Regions from separate parts of the Mus musculus genome. Here all the other regions are linked to region 1. Evidence: chromatin contacts called from public Hi-C data. All regions are on one chromosome and are shown on one strand. The core of a region is the stretch at or near the end of the contact, and the rest is flanking DNA. Distances in the headings are between cores, read along the strand shown.

The links. Hi-C and Micro-C count contacts between places; a contact is called where the count stands out from the background.
Region 2: a Hi-C map of rod photoreceptor shows a contact between it and region 1, with 7 times the contacts expected there. The contact joins the promoter of Them4 here to the promoter of Wdr3 in region 1. A contact is called at or near these places in 1 of 39 promoter capture datasets (liver) and 3 of 484 Hi-C or Micro-C datasets (CD4 T cells, muscle stem cells and rod photoreceptor).
Region 3: a contact with region 1 is called in a Hi-C map of muscle stem cells, with 4 times the contacts expected there. The contact joins the promoter of Wdr77 here to the promoter of Wdr3 in region 1. A contact is called at or near these places in 2 of 39 promoter capture datasets (liver and pre-B cells), 2 of 484 Hi-C or Micro-C datasets (CD4 T cells and muscle stem cells) and 1 of 9 other capture datasets (liver).

What each region holds. Positions count from the first base shown.
Region 1 is chr3:100,160,311-100,165,025 of GRCm38.p6, reverse strand. It overlaps Wdr3 (WD repeat domain 3), which reads left to right and starts at 2,619. Exons shown (of 27, transcript NM_175552.5): 1 at 2,619-2,682; 2 at 3,804-4,006. The coding sequence starts at 3,836. It overlaps Gdap2 (ganglioside-induced differentiation-associated-protein 2), which reads right to left and starts at 2,563. Exons shown (of 14, transcript NM_010269.3): 1 at 2,361-2,563.
Region 2 is chr3:94,308,270-94,312,984 of GRCm38.p6, reverse strand. Them4 (thioesterase superfamily member 4) reads right to left here and starts at 2,853. Exons shown (of 6, transcript NM_029431.1): 1 at 2,697-2,853. The coding sequence starts at 2,768. It overlaps Gm36010 (a long non-coding RNA gene), which reads left to right and starts at 2,932. Exons shown (of 4, transcript XR_867460.2): 1 at 2,932-3,113.
Region 3 is chr3:105,956,937-105,961,651 of GRCm38.p6, reverse strand. It overlaps Wdr77 (WD repeat domain 77), which reads right to left and starts at 2,154. Exons shown (of 10, transcript NM_027432.3): 1 at 1,954-2,154; 2 at 1,514-1,699; 3 at 1-35. The coding sequence starts at 2,068. Atp5pb (ATP synthase peripheral stalk-membrane subunit b) reads left to right here and starts at 2,389. Exons shown (of 7, transcript NM_009725.5): 1 at 2,389-2,504; 2 at 2,754-2,790. The coding sequence starts at 2,465.

The DNA of each region.
Region 1 (4,715 bases), core at 1,370-3,869:
TTAAGAGAAAGGACCCCCCCCCCCAAACAAAGAGAAGCTACTATTCTTTATGATTCAAAGAGTTCTTTGTAGCTTATTTCCCCCTGCATCCTGCCACCATTAGCTTTTAAAAACATACAAATTGTGAGTTATTTGAAAAATTGAATTGCCTGCAGAGACCAGATTTTTACTCCTCCAGGTCCGGCAGCATCAGGCAGAGCACTTGGGATCACTGTCTCAAAACCTGAGTTTCCAAACAGGTAAAAAAGAATGGTATCAAGTTGGGTGTGGTGGCACAGGCCTTAAATTCCAGCTCTGGGAGGCTAAGGCAGGTTGAGCTCAGTGAATTTGAGGCCCAGCTGTCCTAGTTCTAGGACAGCCAGAATTATCTTATCTCAACAAAATAAAACAAAATGAATGGTGCCACTTAAAAAAAGGGCGGGGGGGGGGGAGAGTGAGAACCAACTAAGAGGAGAAGATGACTGTCAAATGTTTACACAGGTGAGCTAAGTCTGGGAAACACATAGAGTTGGACCATGAATCTGACCTCTAATAATTAAGCAGCTTGTTTGTTGCTTTTGGCAAATAACAGGTTTATTATTCTTTATGGCTCTGTATTTCAATATTTAAATGCCCAGGATATATAAGGGTGAAAGCACCCACCATATTCATCCTGATGCCAAATCAATTATATTTACAAGAGTTACTTTATGCAAATGGAAGCTGCTCAGATGAAAACATGTCCGTGCTCACCTATATCAGCAAATAAATACATTATAATAAAACAGACCTCTAACCTTCATCAATGGTCCCAGGTAAACTGTAAATCATCATTCAAAAAAACATACAAAACACATGTTTTCCGGTGAATTAGCAGTGTCACCTACATATTAAACACACCAGAGCATGCTTCAGTTGCAAGTCTTCATACAGAGTGCAATTTGAAACTTAAAATAATAATGTTGTTCTTCAAGTACTAGATAAGAAAATGTATCTTAAAGTACTGGATAAGAAAATATGTAAGATTAAGGTGTGCTAGTTTAGCCTGGCGGGCCAGTACACGCCTTTAATTCCTGCATGCTGTAGGCAGAGGCAGGTGGATCTTTGTGAGCTCAAGGACAACATGGTCTTCAGAGAGCTCCAGAACAGGGCCTTTGTGAGACTCTGTCTAAGGAGGGGTGGTGATAGGGATGCTAGATGCAGCACTCTATATCATACCAGGCTGGCTTTCCAGTGCTGGTATTAAAGTTGTGGACAAAACCTGGCTTTGATCCCACGACCAAAGATGACAACATCAATTGGCAATGTCTAAAGGTTGGGCAGGCCTGAAATCTTCTAAACTGTTTCCCCACCAAAGCACACATCTCCCATCTCTAACAAGGAAATGCACAGCATCTACAGGAGGTAGGGTCCATACACATCTATCCAAATGTTCCTCCCCAGCCTGGAATAAATTTATCATCACGATTTCTTGCCTTCTTTTCATCCAACCCACTACAAATGATTCTTCTTTCAAAACAATTTTCTTAAACACAGAGGATGAGCTGGACATGTTTTAAATCACTAAGAAAATCTTACCCAGTAAATAGTAGCTAAAATTAAAAAGGAAAGGCCGGGCGTGGTGGCGCACGCCTTTAATCCCAGCACTTGGGAGGCAGAGGCAGGCGGATTTCTGAGTTCGAGGCCAGCCTGGTCTACAAAGTGAGTTCCAGGACAGCCAGAGCTACACAGAGAAACCCTGTCTCAAAAAAAAAAAAAAAAAAAAAAAAAAAAATAAGGAAGACAAGTCTACCTGTCAGCTACAATTGTCTACATGTCTAATTTCTAGGTTGGCTACAGAGGTTCAGTAAACCATGGCAGGGATCAATTCTTTTGTATAGTTATACGTACAGTTATATAGACAGCTACAGACATCAGACCTCGTTTCTAAAACTTCTAGACCAGCCCAAGGATAAAAGGGGGCAAGAGAAGAAAAGCTAATTTCCTCGTTAACAGAGTGGCTCAGTCTCAGTCTACAATTAAGGACCAGTAAGCCCAGGGTCACTTCCCTCTCAAGTGACCTGAAAGCGGAAACACAAAGCCAGGTCAATGTCACTCCAGGGACTGCGGGGTCTTTTTACAACTCAGCATCCTGGGCTCAGCGTCTGACCACAGGGAACCCGATTTATAGGACGGGCTGGACTCTGCTAGAGCCGCCACCCGCAGGGCTGCTCGCAGCACCGCGTCCCAGCAAATCCCGGGGACCTGCGTCCCCAGAGCTTGGCGACCCAACCTACCCTGAGTGCGAAGCCCAAAGCCCGGGAGGACCCGCCAGCCCAATCCCTCCCAGCCGCCGCACCCGACTGTGTCGCCCTCCCTTCCCGGCTTCGCCCTTCTCTCACAGCGCTCGGGCGGGCCCATCCGGGCGGCGGCCCGCAGCTCACTCAGATCCGTGGCAGAATTCAGGCGGATGACATCCGTACACTTTGCTTGCCAGAGGCGGAGGCTGAAGCGAACCGGTCTCCAGAGGCCAGGGTGACTGGCGACAGCGATCTGACAGCGAAGGTACCCGCTTCCTCTCCGCCACGCCACCCAATCACAGCGCTCTGCCGTCACTTCCGCCTAGAAGGTAAGGGAAACGCCGGGCGGAAGAAACTTCCAATCGGACCGGAAGTGGCGGGTCTCGTAGGCAGCGCTGTCTGCTGGAGCCTCGTGGAGAGTGAGGTGAGTGTTGCTGGCTCTTTAGGGATCGCGGGGCGCGGTTCCCCGCACAGTGGTGTTCACGGTGAGCCGACGCGGCGAGGGACTCCGCGCTAAGGGCACTAGGGAGGCCGGGGAGAAGCCCTTTGCCGCGGCCGTCTGCATCGCAGAACCCAGAGGCCGCGCGCTGCCCCCGGGCCGGAGTGCGAGGCTGCTGGAACTGCCCGATTTCCTTGGATTATTTCGGGGATGATGTGCAATAGAAACTTAGGTGCGGGGGATAGTTTGAGAGTGACCAGGTCGCAGGAAGGAAAACAAGCGAAGTTATTTGAGAAATAAGCTTTAAAGCCCTCGGGTAGGTACAGTGCATGTGAAAACGATAAACAAGCGTGTTACTATGACTTGAAGCGAAAATCGTGGACGTGGAAGTGCTAGATAGAAAACCAGTGCAGCAGCTCGTTGAAGACAAACTGGAGATGAAAGTGCAGGGAAGAGAAAACTGGGTAGAAAAGGCAGACACATGAACACACATGCATAAAAGCTGAGATCGGTTGGTCTGAGCTTTTGGATAGAGGAACTGCAGCAGCCCCATAAGCTCTGCGAGCTTATTATATACAGTTGAAAATGAAGAGGGGATTATTGCTTACAACTGAACAAGGAGACAGGGTGATTGTATAGAGATAATATCTAATTGCAATAGGGACAGTCTGTGGGGAGCAGTCTTCAGTCAGTACACATGGTGGTGTGGTGGGAGGGAAGAAGGCTATGGTGAACATTTTCTGGAACACTGTAAACATCCCACTTGAACCAAAGGACCATGATGCCTCTCCTATTGGTCTGGGGCATTGAAGTCCTTGACATGGCTACATTCATGTCAGCAGGACCCATTCACTCTGGGCTTCCTCTGATCTACACACAGGGTCTCTTCGAATCCCAGGAATCTCTCTCTCTGCCTTCCCTGTGCTGGGGTCATAGACCTGCATTTTTCTGTGCCTGGCCTTATGTGTGGGTGCGGGTACTACAGCAGGTACTTTACCATCTGTGCCAAGTTACATGCTTTTGATCATGTAAAAAAAAAAGGTTCCTGTTTGTTAGCTGTGCAGAGTCATTGTATTGCAAAAACTGAATTTTGTTTATTTACACAGATTGCCTTCCCGGTGTCATCAGACAGCCCAGCATGGGGCTTACTAAACAGTATCTGCGCTATGTGGCTAGTGCTGTCTTTGGCTTGATTGGCAGCCAAAAAGGTAACATTGTTTTTGTGACACTCCGTGGTGAGAAAGGACGCTATGTGGCAGTACCCGCCTGTGAACACGTTTTTATCTGGGACTTAAGGAAAGGCGAGAAGGTAAGTCAGAAATAAGAAATGGACACCGTTAAATGACACCGACTCTTGGAAGGGTGAAGTGGGAGAGCCTTGACTGACCTGCCTGCACTCATTTGTGTGTGAGTCCCCCAAGAGATCACTTCCCTTTTATTTTTCTAGACGGCTAGCACCAGATTCTGTTGTGTTCTGAAAGTCACAGCCAAGCAGGAGTTTGCTTAAATGGGTGTGTTCGTTTTCATGGGTTATTATTCTTAGCCATTATTAACTTCTACTTTTGTCGACCGGTTCTGCTTTTCATGTTCTGCTTGTTCTCACAGCCAGCTGTAAAGCAGTAGAATTTCAAAGGACTGTCATTCTGCTGTGTTGTGCAGTCCTTCTCTTAACCATAACTGATGAGATTCATTGGTTGCTTCACTCTGCTTTGACTGTGACAGAAGCTATTCCTTTCTTGCTAAGCACAAAGAGATAAATTATCCCTCTTTACTGTGTGACTCCCAGGAGGTGAGATGAGTTACATATAGATTTATAGATGTAAATATATAGAAGCCTGTTGCTACCCAGAGCTTCTTCTTGGGATGAAACTGTTAGTACTGTAGGTTGAGTTACAACAAGGATGAGTTTATAGCTCTGTATCAGAAATCACTGGGATACAAAGTTGCTAACTTAGCTCATTGCCTGGATCATTTGCATACACACCAGCACCAAGCTTGAGAGGACGTGATGACCTCTT
Region 2 (4,715 bases), core at 1,604-4,103, 5.9 Mb after region 1:
TGCAGCCAAAGTTCATGAAAGGGAGTACTAAAGGCTACTCTAAGCAAAGGCCCGGAGAATGAAATAGCTACAGACATACTGGAGGACTGCTAGGATCTCAGCCTTCACACATGGAAAGTGCAGAGAAAAGAGGTGTAGCCAGACACAGCTGACAATTCAGAAGAAGGATCACAACTCAGGTCTTGAATGTAACCTTCTAGGTTAATGGTTTTTAAAAAATCAGTGTGAAAGGTGATTTTAGGTAGCACAAGGACAAAGATAGACGTATGCTTTAAATATTATAAGTAACATAATATATAATTACAGTAATAATAAAGTACATTATATATAGTTATGTAACCCAGAAGAACATGAGTAGCACATCACACTTGTTACAGTAAAAGTGTTTTTACTTAGGATGAAGCTACATAAAGAGACAATCATGGGGCTGGAGAGATGGCTCAGTGGTTAACAGCACTGGTTGTTCTTCCAGAGCATGCAGGGTCATTTCCAGCACTCCCAAGGCTGTACAACTGTCCATAACTCTATCTCAGGGGGATTCAACACCCTCATCTGGCCTTTATAGGCACTGCCACAGACATACGAGAGGCAACACACATAAAAAATAAATTAAGTTTTTTCCTTCTTTTCTGTTTTTGTTTTGTTTTTGCTTTTTCTTTGTTTTTAATTGTTTCTTGAGACAGGGTTTCCCTGTGTGGCTCTGGCTGTCCTGGAACTTCTTCTATAGACCTTGAGGTCATATAGATCCTCCTGCCTCTGCCTCATGAGTGCTGGGCATAAAGACATGCACTACCACTGCCTAGCTCTTTTTTTTTTTCTTTTTATAAAGGGCAATCATGTAAGAATCATGAAGTTGGTGTGTTGAAATGCTCAATTCCCATAAAGAGCCTTCAGCACAGTAACAGCATTGGTTTTTACAAAGTTTCACCAAGTGCAAAGGATGAGTTAAAATAGTGAGAAAAAAGCAAAAGTAGCAAAGACTGATAAAAATCTGGGCTAGCTATAGCCCAGAGCCGAACTAGGTACAGAGGAACAAGAAGAGAAGGTTCAAGTGACACTCAGTGCTAGAACCCAGGGAAATGGGAGTTACTAACCCCAGGAAAGAGGAAGCAGAGGAGTCTTGGATGATTCCAGACTTGTGGTTTGGATGGCAAGGTTAGAAGTAAAAGATGCTTGCTAGTGTGAACGTGCAGATGGCAGAGAATGGGAGTGAAGCTACTAATTTCAGTTGGAGCCATGCCGAGCTACCTTCTGGACACCACAGTGTTGTGGGAAATAAAAGAAACTCAACTTTCAGTTCAAAGAGGCGAGGTCTAAGCGCTACTTGTGGTGAATGCACTTGTAAATTCATAGCACAGGCTATGAATAAAGGACAAGTTGTAGGGATAATCATTACCCTTTGTTCTCAGCAGGGGAAAGGTCATGCTTGATCTTTAGTTATACATTTATGGAAGTTGGACTTGTACTTGTAAAATAAGTTATGACTTTTTCTGCCTCCTTTTAAGATACGTTACTAAATCAAAAGCAGCATGATGAAAAAAAAAAAAAGGCCTGCAAATACTAATGCTGTAATGTTCTCAGCTCAGCACAGACTGCCAGGCTCCAACATGTAATTAAACTAATTCATATTTGTTGTTGTAAGACTAGCACGAATCATTTTCTTTTCTAATCGGCAAGATGGTACCTGGCTGATGTCAATACATCAACATTCATCATTATTTTAAAATTGTGTGTGTGTGTCTATCACCCAGGGCCTCCAGCCCTCTTATTGTCTAGCAGGAAGCTGCAATAGCTTGAGAGAGATGCCACTCCCCTAATAATCAAAGTTCTTTTTCATTTCTCAATACAGAGCTGTTCCCTGTCAGCTGTCGTTCTTTATTACAACACATTGTATACAAACATTTGATTTGGCAAACTGATCCCATTCTCCCAAATTAAACCCGTAAATTTCTTGGGCGGAACGTTTTTTCCCCTTAGCTAACTATAATACGACCTATCGTCAGTGGCCAATCACACCTGACATATATGATAGTCTTTAAACTAACAGGCTCCCATTAGACAGTTTGGGCTAACTCTATCGAGCCAGTCCAAGAGCAATTTCTTTGATAGAGACAGTTCTTACTGTCGATATACATTTTCAGTACACACGGACACACACGCGGGCGTGAGTTGGAGCTCAACAAGTATTGACTACATCAATAGAACAAAGGCAGGGATAAAAATATGGACAGGCAACATTTAAGATTTACATTCCAGGTATGCTAAATGCTTCCCTTGCATTATCTCATTTAGTCTCATAACATCCTCTAAGATGATGAAAACGGGCTAGAGAGGGAGTAATTATCTGACAATCAGAAGTCTACTTCTTCCTGAATTGGTTATAACGAATCAGAGTCTATCAGGATTAGATCCCTGCTAAGGATAAATGGTCTTCTCCAGGGGTCAATAATGGCTCTTTCACAGTTTTCTGGGTGACCTTGCTTATCCTTTCTTATTATCTCAGTCTTAGTAGTGGCGATCCCATCCCTGCAGACCTAGTTCAACCTTGAGTCACTTTCCCTTCCGGCTCCTCCCGATTCGAATCTCAGGGCAGAAGAGCCCAAGAGCCCCGTCACAGCCAGGGGCAGGTGTTAGCTTAGTCTCGGTCGTGCTGTCTCCCCTTCTCGCCCCACGAAAGCAAGCGTCCCGGGACTCACCCTAGCTGCTCCTGGCCGCCTCGCAGGCGTGGCCCCAAGAGTGCGCAGGCGCATAGCGCAGTTTCTCAGCATTGCTCAAGCCGAGGGCAGGACGCTGCTCTCTGCTCTGTTCCAGAAAGAGCCACACTATCCACACGCCGACTCTGGGCTATTAACTGTGGAGGCGGGCGGGTGGAGGGCGGAGCCGCGCGCCGCCCACAGTGCTGGCGCCTCTCCGAATCCGGGCGGACCGAATCCTCTACACCCGCTTTTGGTTCCGGGAGATTTTGCGTCCGGCTCTCAGCCACGGTTACTGCACTGGCGCAGCGAGACAGCCTAGTTTAGTTCCTTGTTCACAGGCAGTTTAACGCTCCAGCCAGCGAAAGACTCATCATCTCGGCCGAACAGGAGCACACACAAGGAGTGGATAACCACTAGGTGCGGGTTGATGGTGTTGGTCTTCTGGGTGTAGAACACGTGCACATACATTTAAAACTCTGTCAGTCTCTACTATTTAACAGGTACACTCTTCAGGTGCCCCTTCTCTCCGCACGCGCGCATATGTGTCTGTGTACTGAAAATGTATATCAACTTTTACTCTAGTAAGAACCGTCTCTATCAAAGAAATTGCTCTTGGTCTGGCTCGATAGAGTTAGCCCAAACTGTCTAATGGGAGCCTGTTAGTTTAAAGACTATCCGTTGATTCACTGATTTGTTCTTTCTGTGCTGGGAACAGAAGAATCTCAGTGTCCCACAAAGGAATACAGAAGCAAAGCAATTATTTTTGTCAAAGGGTGCACCAAGATCCAACTACAGTTAGCAAGCACACAGGGGACAGGTGGTGACTGCCCCACGCTCCCCTGACCCCAATTGCCCGGCGTTTGTTGTGATTGACTAGTTTTAAAATGATAATTACAAAGGAAATGAAAAACTAATAGAAGGAGTTGTGGATAGTCTAATATTTGGATAGTGGTGTCATAAAGCATTTAATTCTAGCACTTAGGGGCAGAGGTGGGTGGTTCAAACCAGCTAAGACAACATAATGATACCTTATCTCAAAAACCTAACCAAACCAAACAACAAAAAGCAAAACAAAAACAAAGAAAGGAAGAGAAATCTGCATTGAGTTGGAGATATGGTTCGTAAGTTTAAAAGCAATGGTTAGAATCTGAGCGCCCACATGGCAGCTCACAGCTGTTTGCAATTCCAGTTCCAGGGGATTGGATACCCTCTCTTTCTTTTGGTTTCTGTGGGCACCAGGCATGCATGTGGTGCACAGACAAAACACCCATATAAATAAAGTCAAATAACAATAATAATAGTTGTTCTCTACTCTGTTTCACAGTGAGTCTTATATGCCTTCAAGTTCTTCTGTCTTTTACCTAAGACACCCTTTTTTTGTTTGTTTTTTGTTTTTTGTGTTTTGTTTTTCGAGGCAGGGTTTTTCTATGTAGCTCTGGCTGTCCTGAAACTCACTCTGTAGACCAGACTGGCCTCGAACTCAGAAATTCAACTGCCTCTGCCTCCCAAGTGCTGGGATTAAAGGCGTGTGCCACCACGCCTGGCCAAGACACCCATTTTTATCTGAAAGCTTTCTCTTTTGTTGGAGGCTAGAGCTAGAGGTGCCTGACATGAAGGAATAGAGTTGGTTACATACCACAATTCTAGACAACAGCGAGAGTACAATAGGAAAGGGATTAGGGACTTTATTTTTGAGTTTCTAAGGTCAGAAAGACAGTGGTCTAATGACATCCTGAGAACTGCCTCCAGGGGCTAGGGATAGCTGCAAGATTGTACAGGGTAAGAACCAAATTGTGGTTGGGGTAGGTATGTAAGTTGTTAGCCCAGAAACTTGTAGCAATTTTAGGATCTGGTCGGGTGGCTCCTTGTCTTAGATTTCATCTTTCAAGGTCCCGATTGCAATTGGGAAATCATTAGCTCTGTGAGTTAATTCCAGTTCCCATTATAGGGTGCAAGCCTTCAGGGCTCACTGTTTCTGGAATTTGAGATATCCTAGGAAGTAGAAATAACAGAGAGAAT
Region 3 (4,715 bases), core at 905-3,404, 5.8 Mb before region 1:
CTCGTTCTCATCTAGCTCCCACAATTCAACAGCACCTGTTGGGGACAGAGCGGGGTGAGGTGCAGACAAGGGAAGCATGAGCCTGGGTTGTACCAAGGCAGGAACTCCTGCCTAGGACTCAAGCAAGAATTGCTACTGAGCCAACTGTAAAAGCAAAGTCCACGTCACTAACGGCTTAGCTGACTTCCAGGCCGTTTGGTTTTGTTACCCTACTGCTTTCCTAACAGGCCAGATGCCTATGAGGAAAACTCCTGGAGATAGGGAAATAAGATGTAAAATCAATTCTAGTGCTTCCAGAAAGCAGGTCCTAAGCAATCGGTTCCCAGAGAGCCTTATTTAGATAACAGTTCAGTGACGATGTCTCTTCCCAGGTATGCAGACACTAGTAAATATTTGCTTACATAAAATGTCTTGAAATACTTCTAAGATTTATATTATATATATGATCACACTGTCACTGACAAACCAGAAGAGGCCATCTGATCCAATTACAAATGGTTGTAAACCACCATGTGGTTGCTGGGATGTGAACTCATGAGCTCTGGAAGAGCAGCCACTCACTGTCTTGAAATATTCTAATTTCAACTGTCAGTCTCATTCACTAACATTCTACTTTTCAATTGCCATGTTCTACCTAACACTTAAGAATGTTTGTATGTGAGAGAGATGTTCTGATTTTAAGCGCACAGGTGTTTTGCTTTCATCTATGTCTATTCATCAAGTGCATGCAGTGCCCATGGAGGCCAAAAGATGGCACTGGCTTCCCTAAGACTGTAGTTACAAGGTTGTTAGTGGAATGTGGGTGCTGGGTGTCCAACTTGGGTCCTCTGAAAAAGTAGTTAACACTTATCACCACTGGATCATCTCTCCAGACCCAAAATAAATCTATTTTAATCTTTGAGACAGGGTTTTCCCTACTTCCCTACGTACCTATGGCTGGCCTGGAACTGGATATGGAGAACAGGCCGGCCTCCAACTCACAGAGCTCTGCCTGCGGCTGCTGGGATTACAGGCAGCACCTATACCCAGCTTCCACCAACTTATATAAATTCTGACTTTCTTTAATCTGCTTAATTCTGAGAACTCCATACACGCATACAATGTAGTCTGACTATATTCATCCCTAGCTTGTCCAACATTTACCCTCCATCACCTACCAACTTCATTTCTTTGTCTTTTTTAATGCCAAAGCCTACATTTCTCAGCCTGACACTCAAAGAAAGGTGGGATTAAGGACTGTCCAGTGACAGAGCAGTTGCCTAGCAAGGTGAGTCAATTCACAGCACATAGCAAACACAACAGCAAAAGAAAACAGGAGGCTAGGCACGGTGGCACACGTCTTTAATTACAGCACAGAGGAAGACTTCTGTGAGTTCAAGGCCAGCCTGGTCTACTTAGTTTCTGGGACAGCCAAGCCAATAAGGTAAACAACCCTGCTTCTAAATAATAAAACACCTTTTCCCATCCTACCCTGTACCCAACTCTTCAATTCCAGGGGAGGGGGATCACTCACCTGAATCAGAAGCCACTAGGATACCTTTGTCCCCCACCCAAGTGAGGTCAGCTACTCCAGCCTCGGTCTGGACGCCAGCAGAGCAGAAACCTTCGTTGGGGGCCGCACTAGGATCCTTGAAAAACCACAGAGAACCTACCCAGCAGCGACCACTCAGGCTGGAGACCCCGAGCAGAAGGGAACCATCTACGGTGGGGAGAGCAAAGTTATAAGGTGTCAGATGGAAGGCCTTGTTTCTATGGTAACCTCACAGAACCCCGTGGCGGGACCAGTCTGAATCTGAGATCGGATTTGTGGAGCTGAGCTGGGGCAGGGCCAGGACGCCAGGTATGGCCGAGGAGGGCCACACGGCGCTGGGAGGACTCGAGAGGGTCAGCACCGGGAGAGGGCACCCGAGACTGGGGGTAAAGGGGCTTCCAGGCCCCGGGATCTCGGCTCACCAGACCGGTACCGTGCAGCCTCCAATTGACGTTCCATGCATGCGGGCGCATTGGGGGGCAGGTTCCACTCGCGGGCCGCCGGGGGCACGAGCGGAGGAGGGGTGTCCTTCCGCATCTCCACGATTCCAAATCTAACCTAGACCCAGACTCGACGAGAGACCCTGACTCGGCGCCGGAGGGACCGCACACGTGGTGTACCTCTGCGCAACCGCCCCTCTCCGAGGGAATTCGCTCTACTTCTCGCGAGAATTGTGTCTACCCTTCCAGCCTGCTTTTCCGTCTCCTGTCCCCGCAGCGGGATTTTGTTTGTTTCCCTCCCTCAGCCCCACCCATTTTTTCTCCTCTTCTCGCGATAGTGGGGAGGGGGCGGGGAAAAAGCCGAGAACTTCCGAGAAAAAGCGAGCTGATCTCTTCTCGCGAGATGTGCGAGCGGCCATCTTGCTCCTGCCCCTGACAGGCTCGGGTCGGGGTCACAGGGACACGGAGCCCGCTGTCCCGCTCTTCGCAGACAATGCTGTCCCGGGTGGTGCTTTCTGCTGCCGCCACAGCGGGTGAGAGACGTAGAGCCTAGGTTAGCGTAGCAGGGTGACTAGGAAGAAGCCAGGCCGGGGAGGCGGGAAGCGGGTAGAGGACGGACTGCGGCGTTTGGGCCCGAGCTCACCCACGGGAGCGATCTGGAGAGCTCCCGGGCCGCCCAGCATCTCAGGGCGCGGCAGAGACGGATGCCAGGGCCGACACCCGGGAAGGTAGAAACGCGATTTCTCCTTGACTTTGCTAACCTCCGTCTTGTGTATTTCCAGCCCCGTGTCTGAAGAACGCGGCCGCCCTAGGTCCAGGGTGAGTGTCACCACGTCTTATTCTCTTTCCATTTCCTAGCGTCAAGCCAAAAATTGCTGTTTTCCTTCACGTTAGCCAGCTTGCATACTCATTCGGACGTTTGTTCTTCTAATTGCCTTGAACATGATCCTGTTCCTTCCTCTGACAAACACCAAAGAGAGGCTCACCCCTCGTTGTGACCTTCAGCGACACACAACCAAGTTACTGGCTTACTTACCCCCAAGGACAGATCTGGTTAAATACAGCAAAATAAAACCTATTGTTTTGGGTGTCTTCCAGATTTCCATCTTTTATTAACCATATCAGGAGGCCGAAAACACATATGGCTTCGTAAATGCTTGTGTTGATGATCACATAATGTGACAGTGGATAACTTTGTGGAGATCACAGTAACAACCCTAGTCCTAGAGACAGCTACACAGTAGCTCCATCCTCTAATCCGTCAGTAAGACTCAACTCGTGAGGATGCTTTGAGTCTGACTACTTTCACTACCATTGTTACAGCATGAAGCCGCTGCCCACAGTTCTGAAATGGACAATTTCACTAGGCTTTCAGTCTTAACATCTGTTTTTATCCCAATACAGTCCATTCTCAATGTAGCAGAGAGATCTTGGCAGTTCCCCCCACTTAAAACCCTTCAGAGCTCATATCCCTATTGCAATAAAATCTAAACATAGCAAAACCAAGAAAACCTGAATTAACCTCATCTGTGTCTTGGGTCTTTTTTTATGTACTGTTAATGCCAGCCCTGCTTTCTCCAAAGAATGTCAAACTCTTTTTTTTTTTTTTAATAATTTTATTTTTGTGTGCGTGTGTGCTTGCAGAGGCAGAGAAAAAGGTATTAGATCTGCAGCTGGAGTTAGAGGTTGCTGTGGGCAGCCCAGCATAGGTTCTGGGAACCAAATCTGGTCCTGTGAAGAGCAGTAAGCACTCTTGACCGTCTTTCAGCTTTAAGCTCTTTGGTTGTCATTCACCTTGTGGCTTGAGAGATGTGAGTATAGGTGAGGCATTAAGGAAAGATGAATGTAGAAAATTTGCAGGGGCTGGGTTAGCCCGTGCTGTTACTTGTTTTCTGTGGACAGAGGAGAGCCTGCTGAAGAGTTTTCAAGTCAGATCACGATTTAGAAGCATTGGCAGTAATATGAAAGAGCTATATTTAAGGAATATTTGACAAGAAGAGCCATCAGGTTTGGAGTTGTTAAAATAGTTTTAAGAAAATGAAAATAAAGGCTTCAACTGAGATGGTAGTTAAAAGTTCTAAAAATTCTCTCATGGTATGATCTAAACCAGTAGGATTCAGCCTTTAGCTGATTTTCCAGGTGACATTTGACAGTGTCTGAAAATGTTTTTGGTTGCTACCATTCAGCAGCTACAGGGATACTTCTAAACATGCACAGAAGAGCCATCTATCTGCAGCAAAGAACTATGCAGGCCAAATGTTAATCAGGTTGGAGCTGAGAAACCCTAATTTATATGAAAGGATCTCTACCATGGTTCTTCAGTTTCGAAGCTTGGTGGGGTCACTGATGTTTTAGAGGCATAAGGTGATACTCAGAAGGAGGACATAGGACTGAGAGAGTAGCTCAGTGATAGGAAATCCTGTAAAACTCTTAAAGTGCATGGAGTATAGAGATGTAGAGAGTAAAGGACATGTGAGATAGGAAGTGGGGAAGAATCACCCTCAGAACCTTAAGGAGACCTACCTTTGACTACAAATGTGAATGAAAAGCAAAGACTTTATCAGAAGCCTAATCAGACATCAGCCTGCTGTAATTACTCAAAAGAATACACCATAGACTGTTTTAATACAAATAATGTACAAGTCTATTATGCTGGTATAATATAATAGTTCAAGCTTAGAAGTGGAAGAGCAAGATCTAATAGTTATTTAAAAAACAAACACAAAATACTACTTGGAATTTAG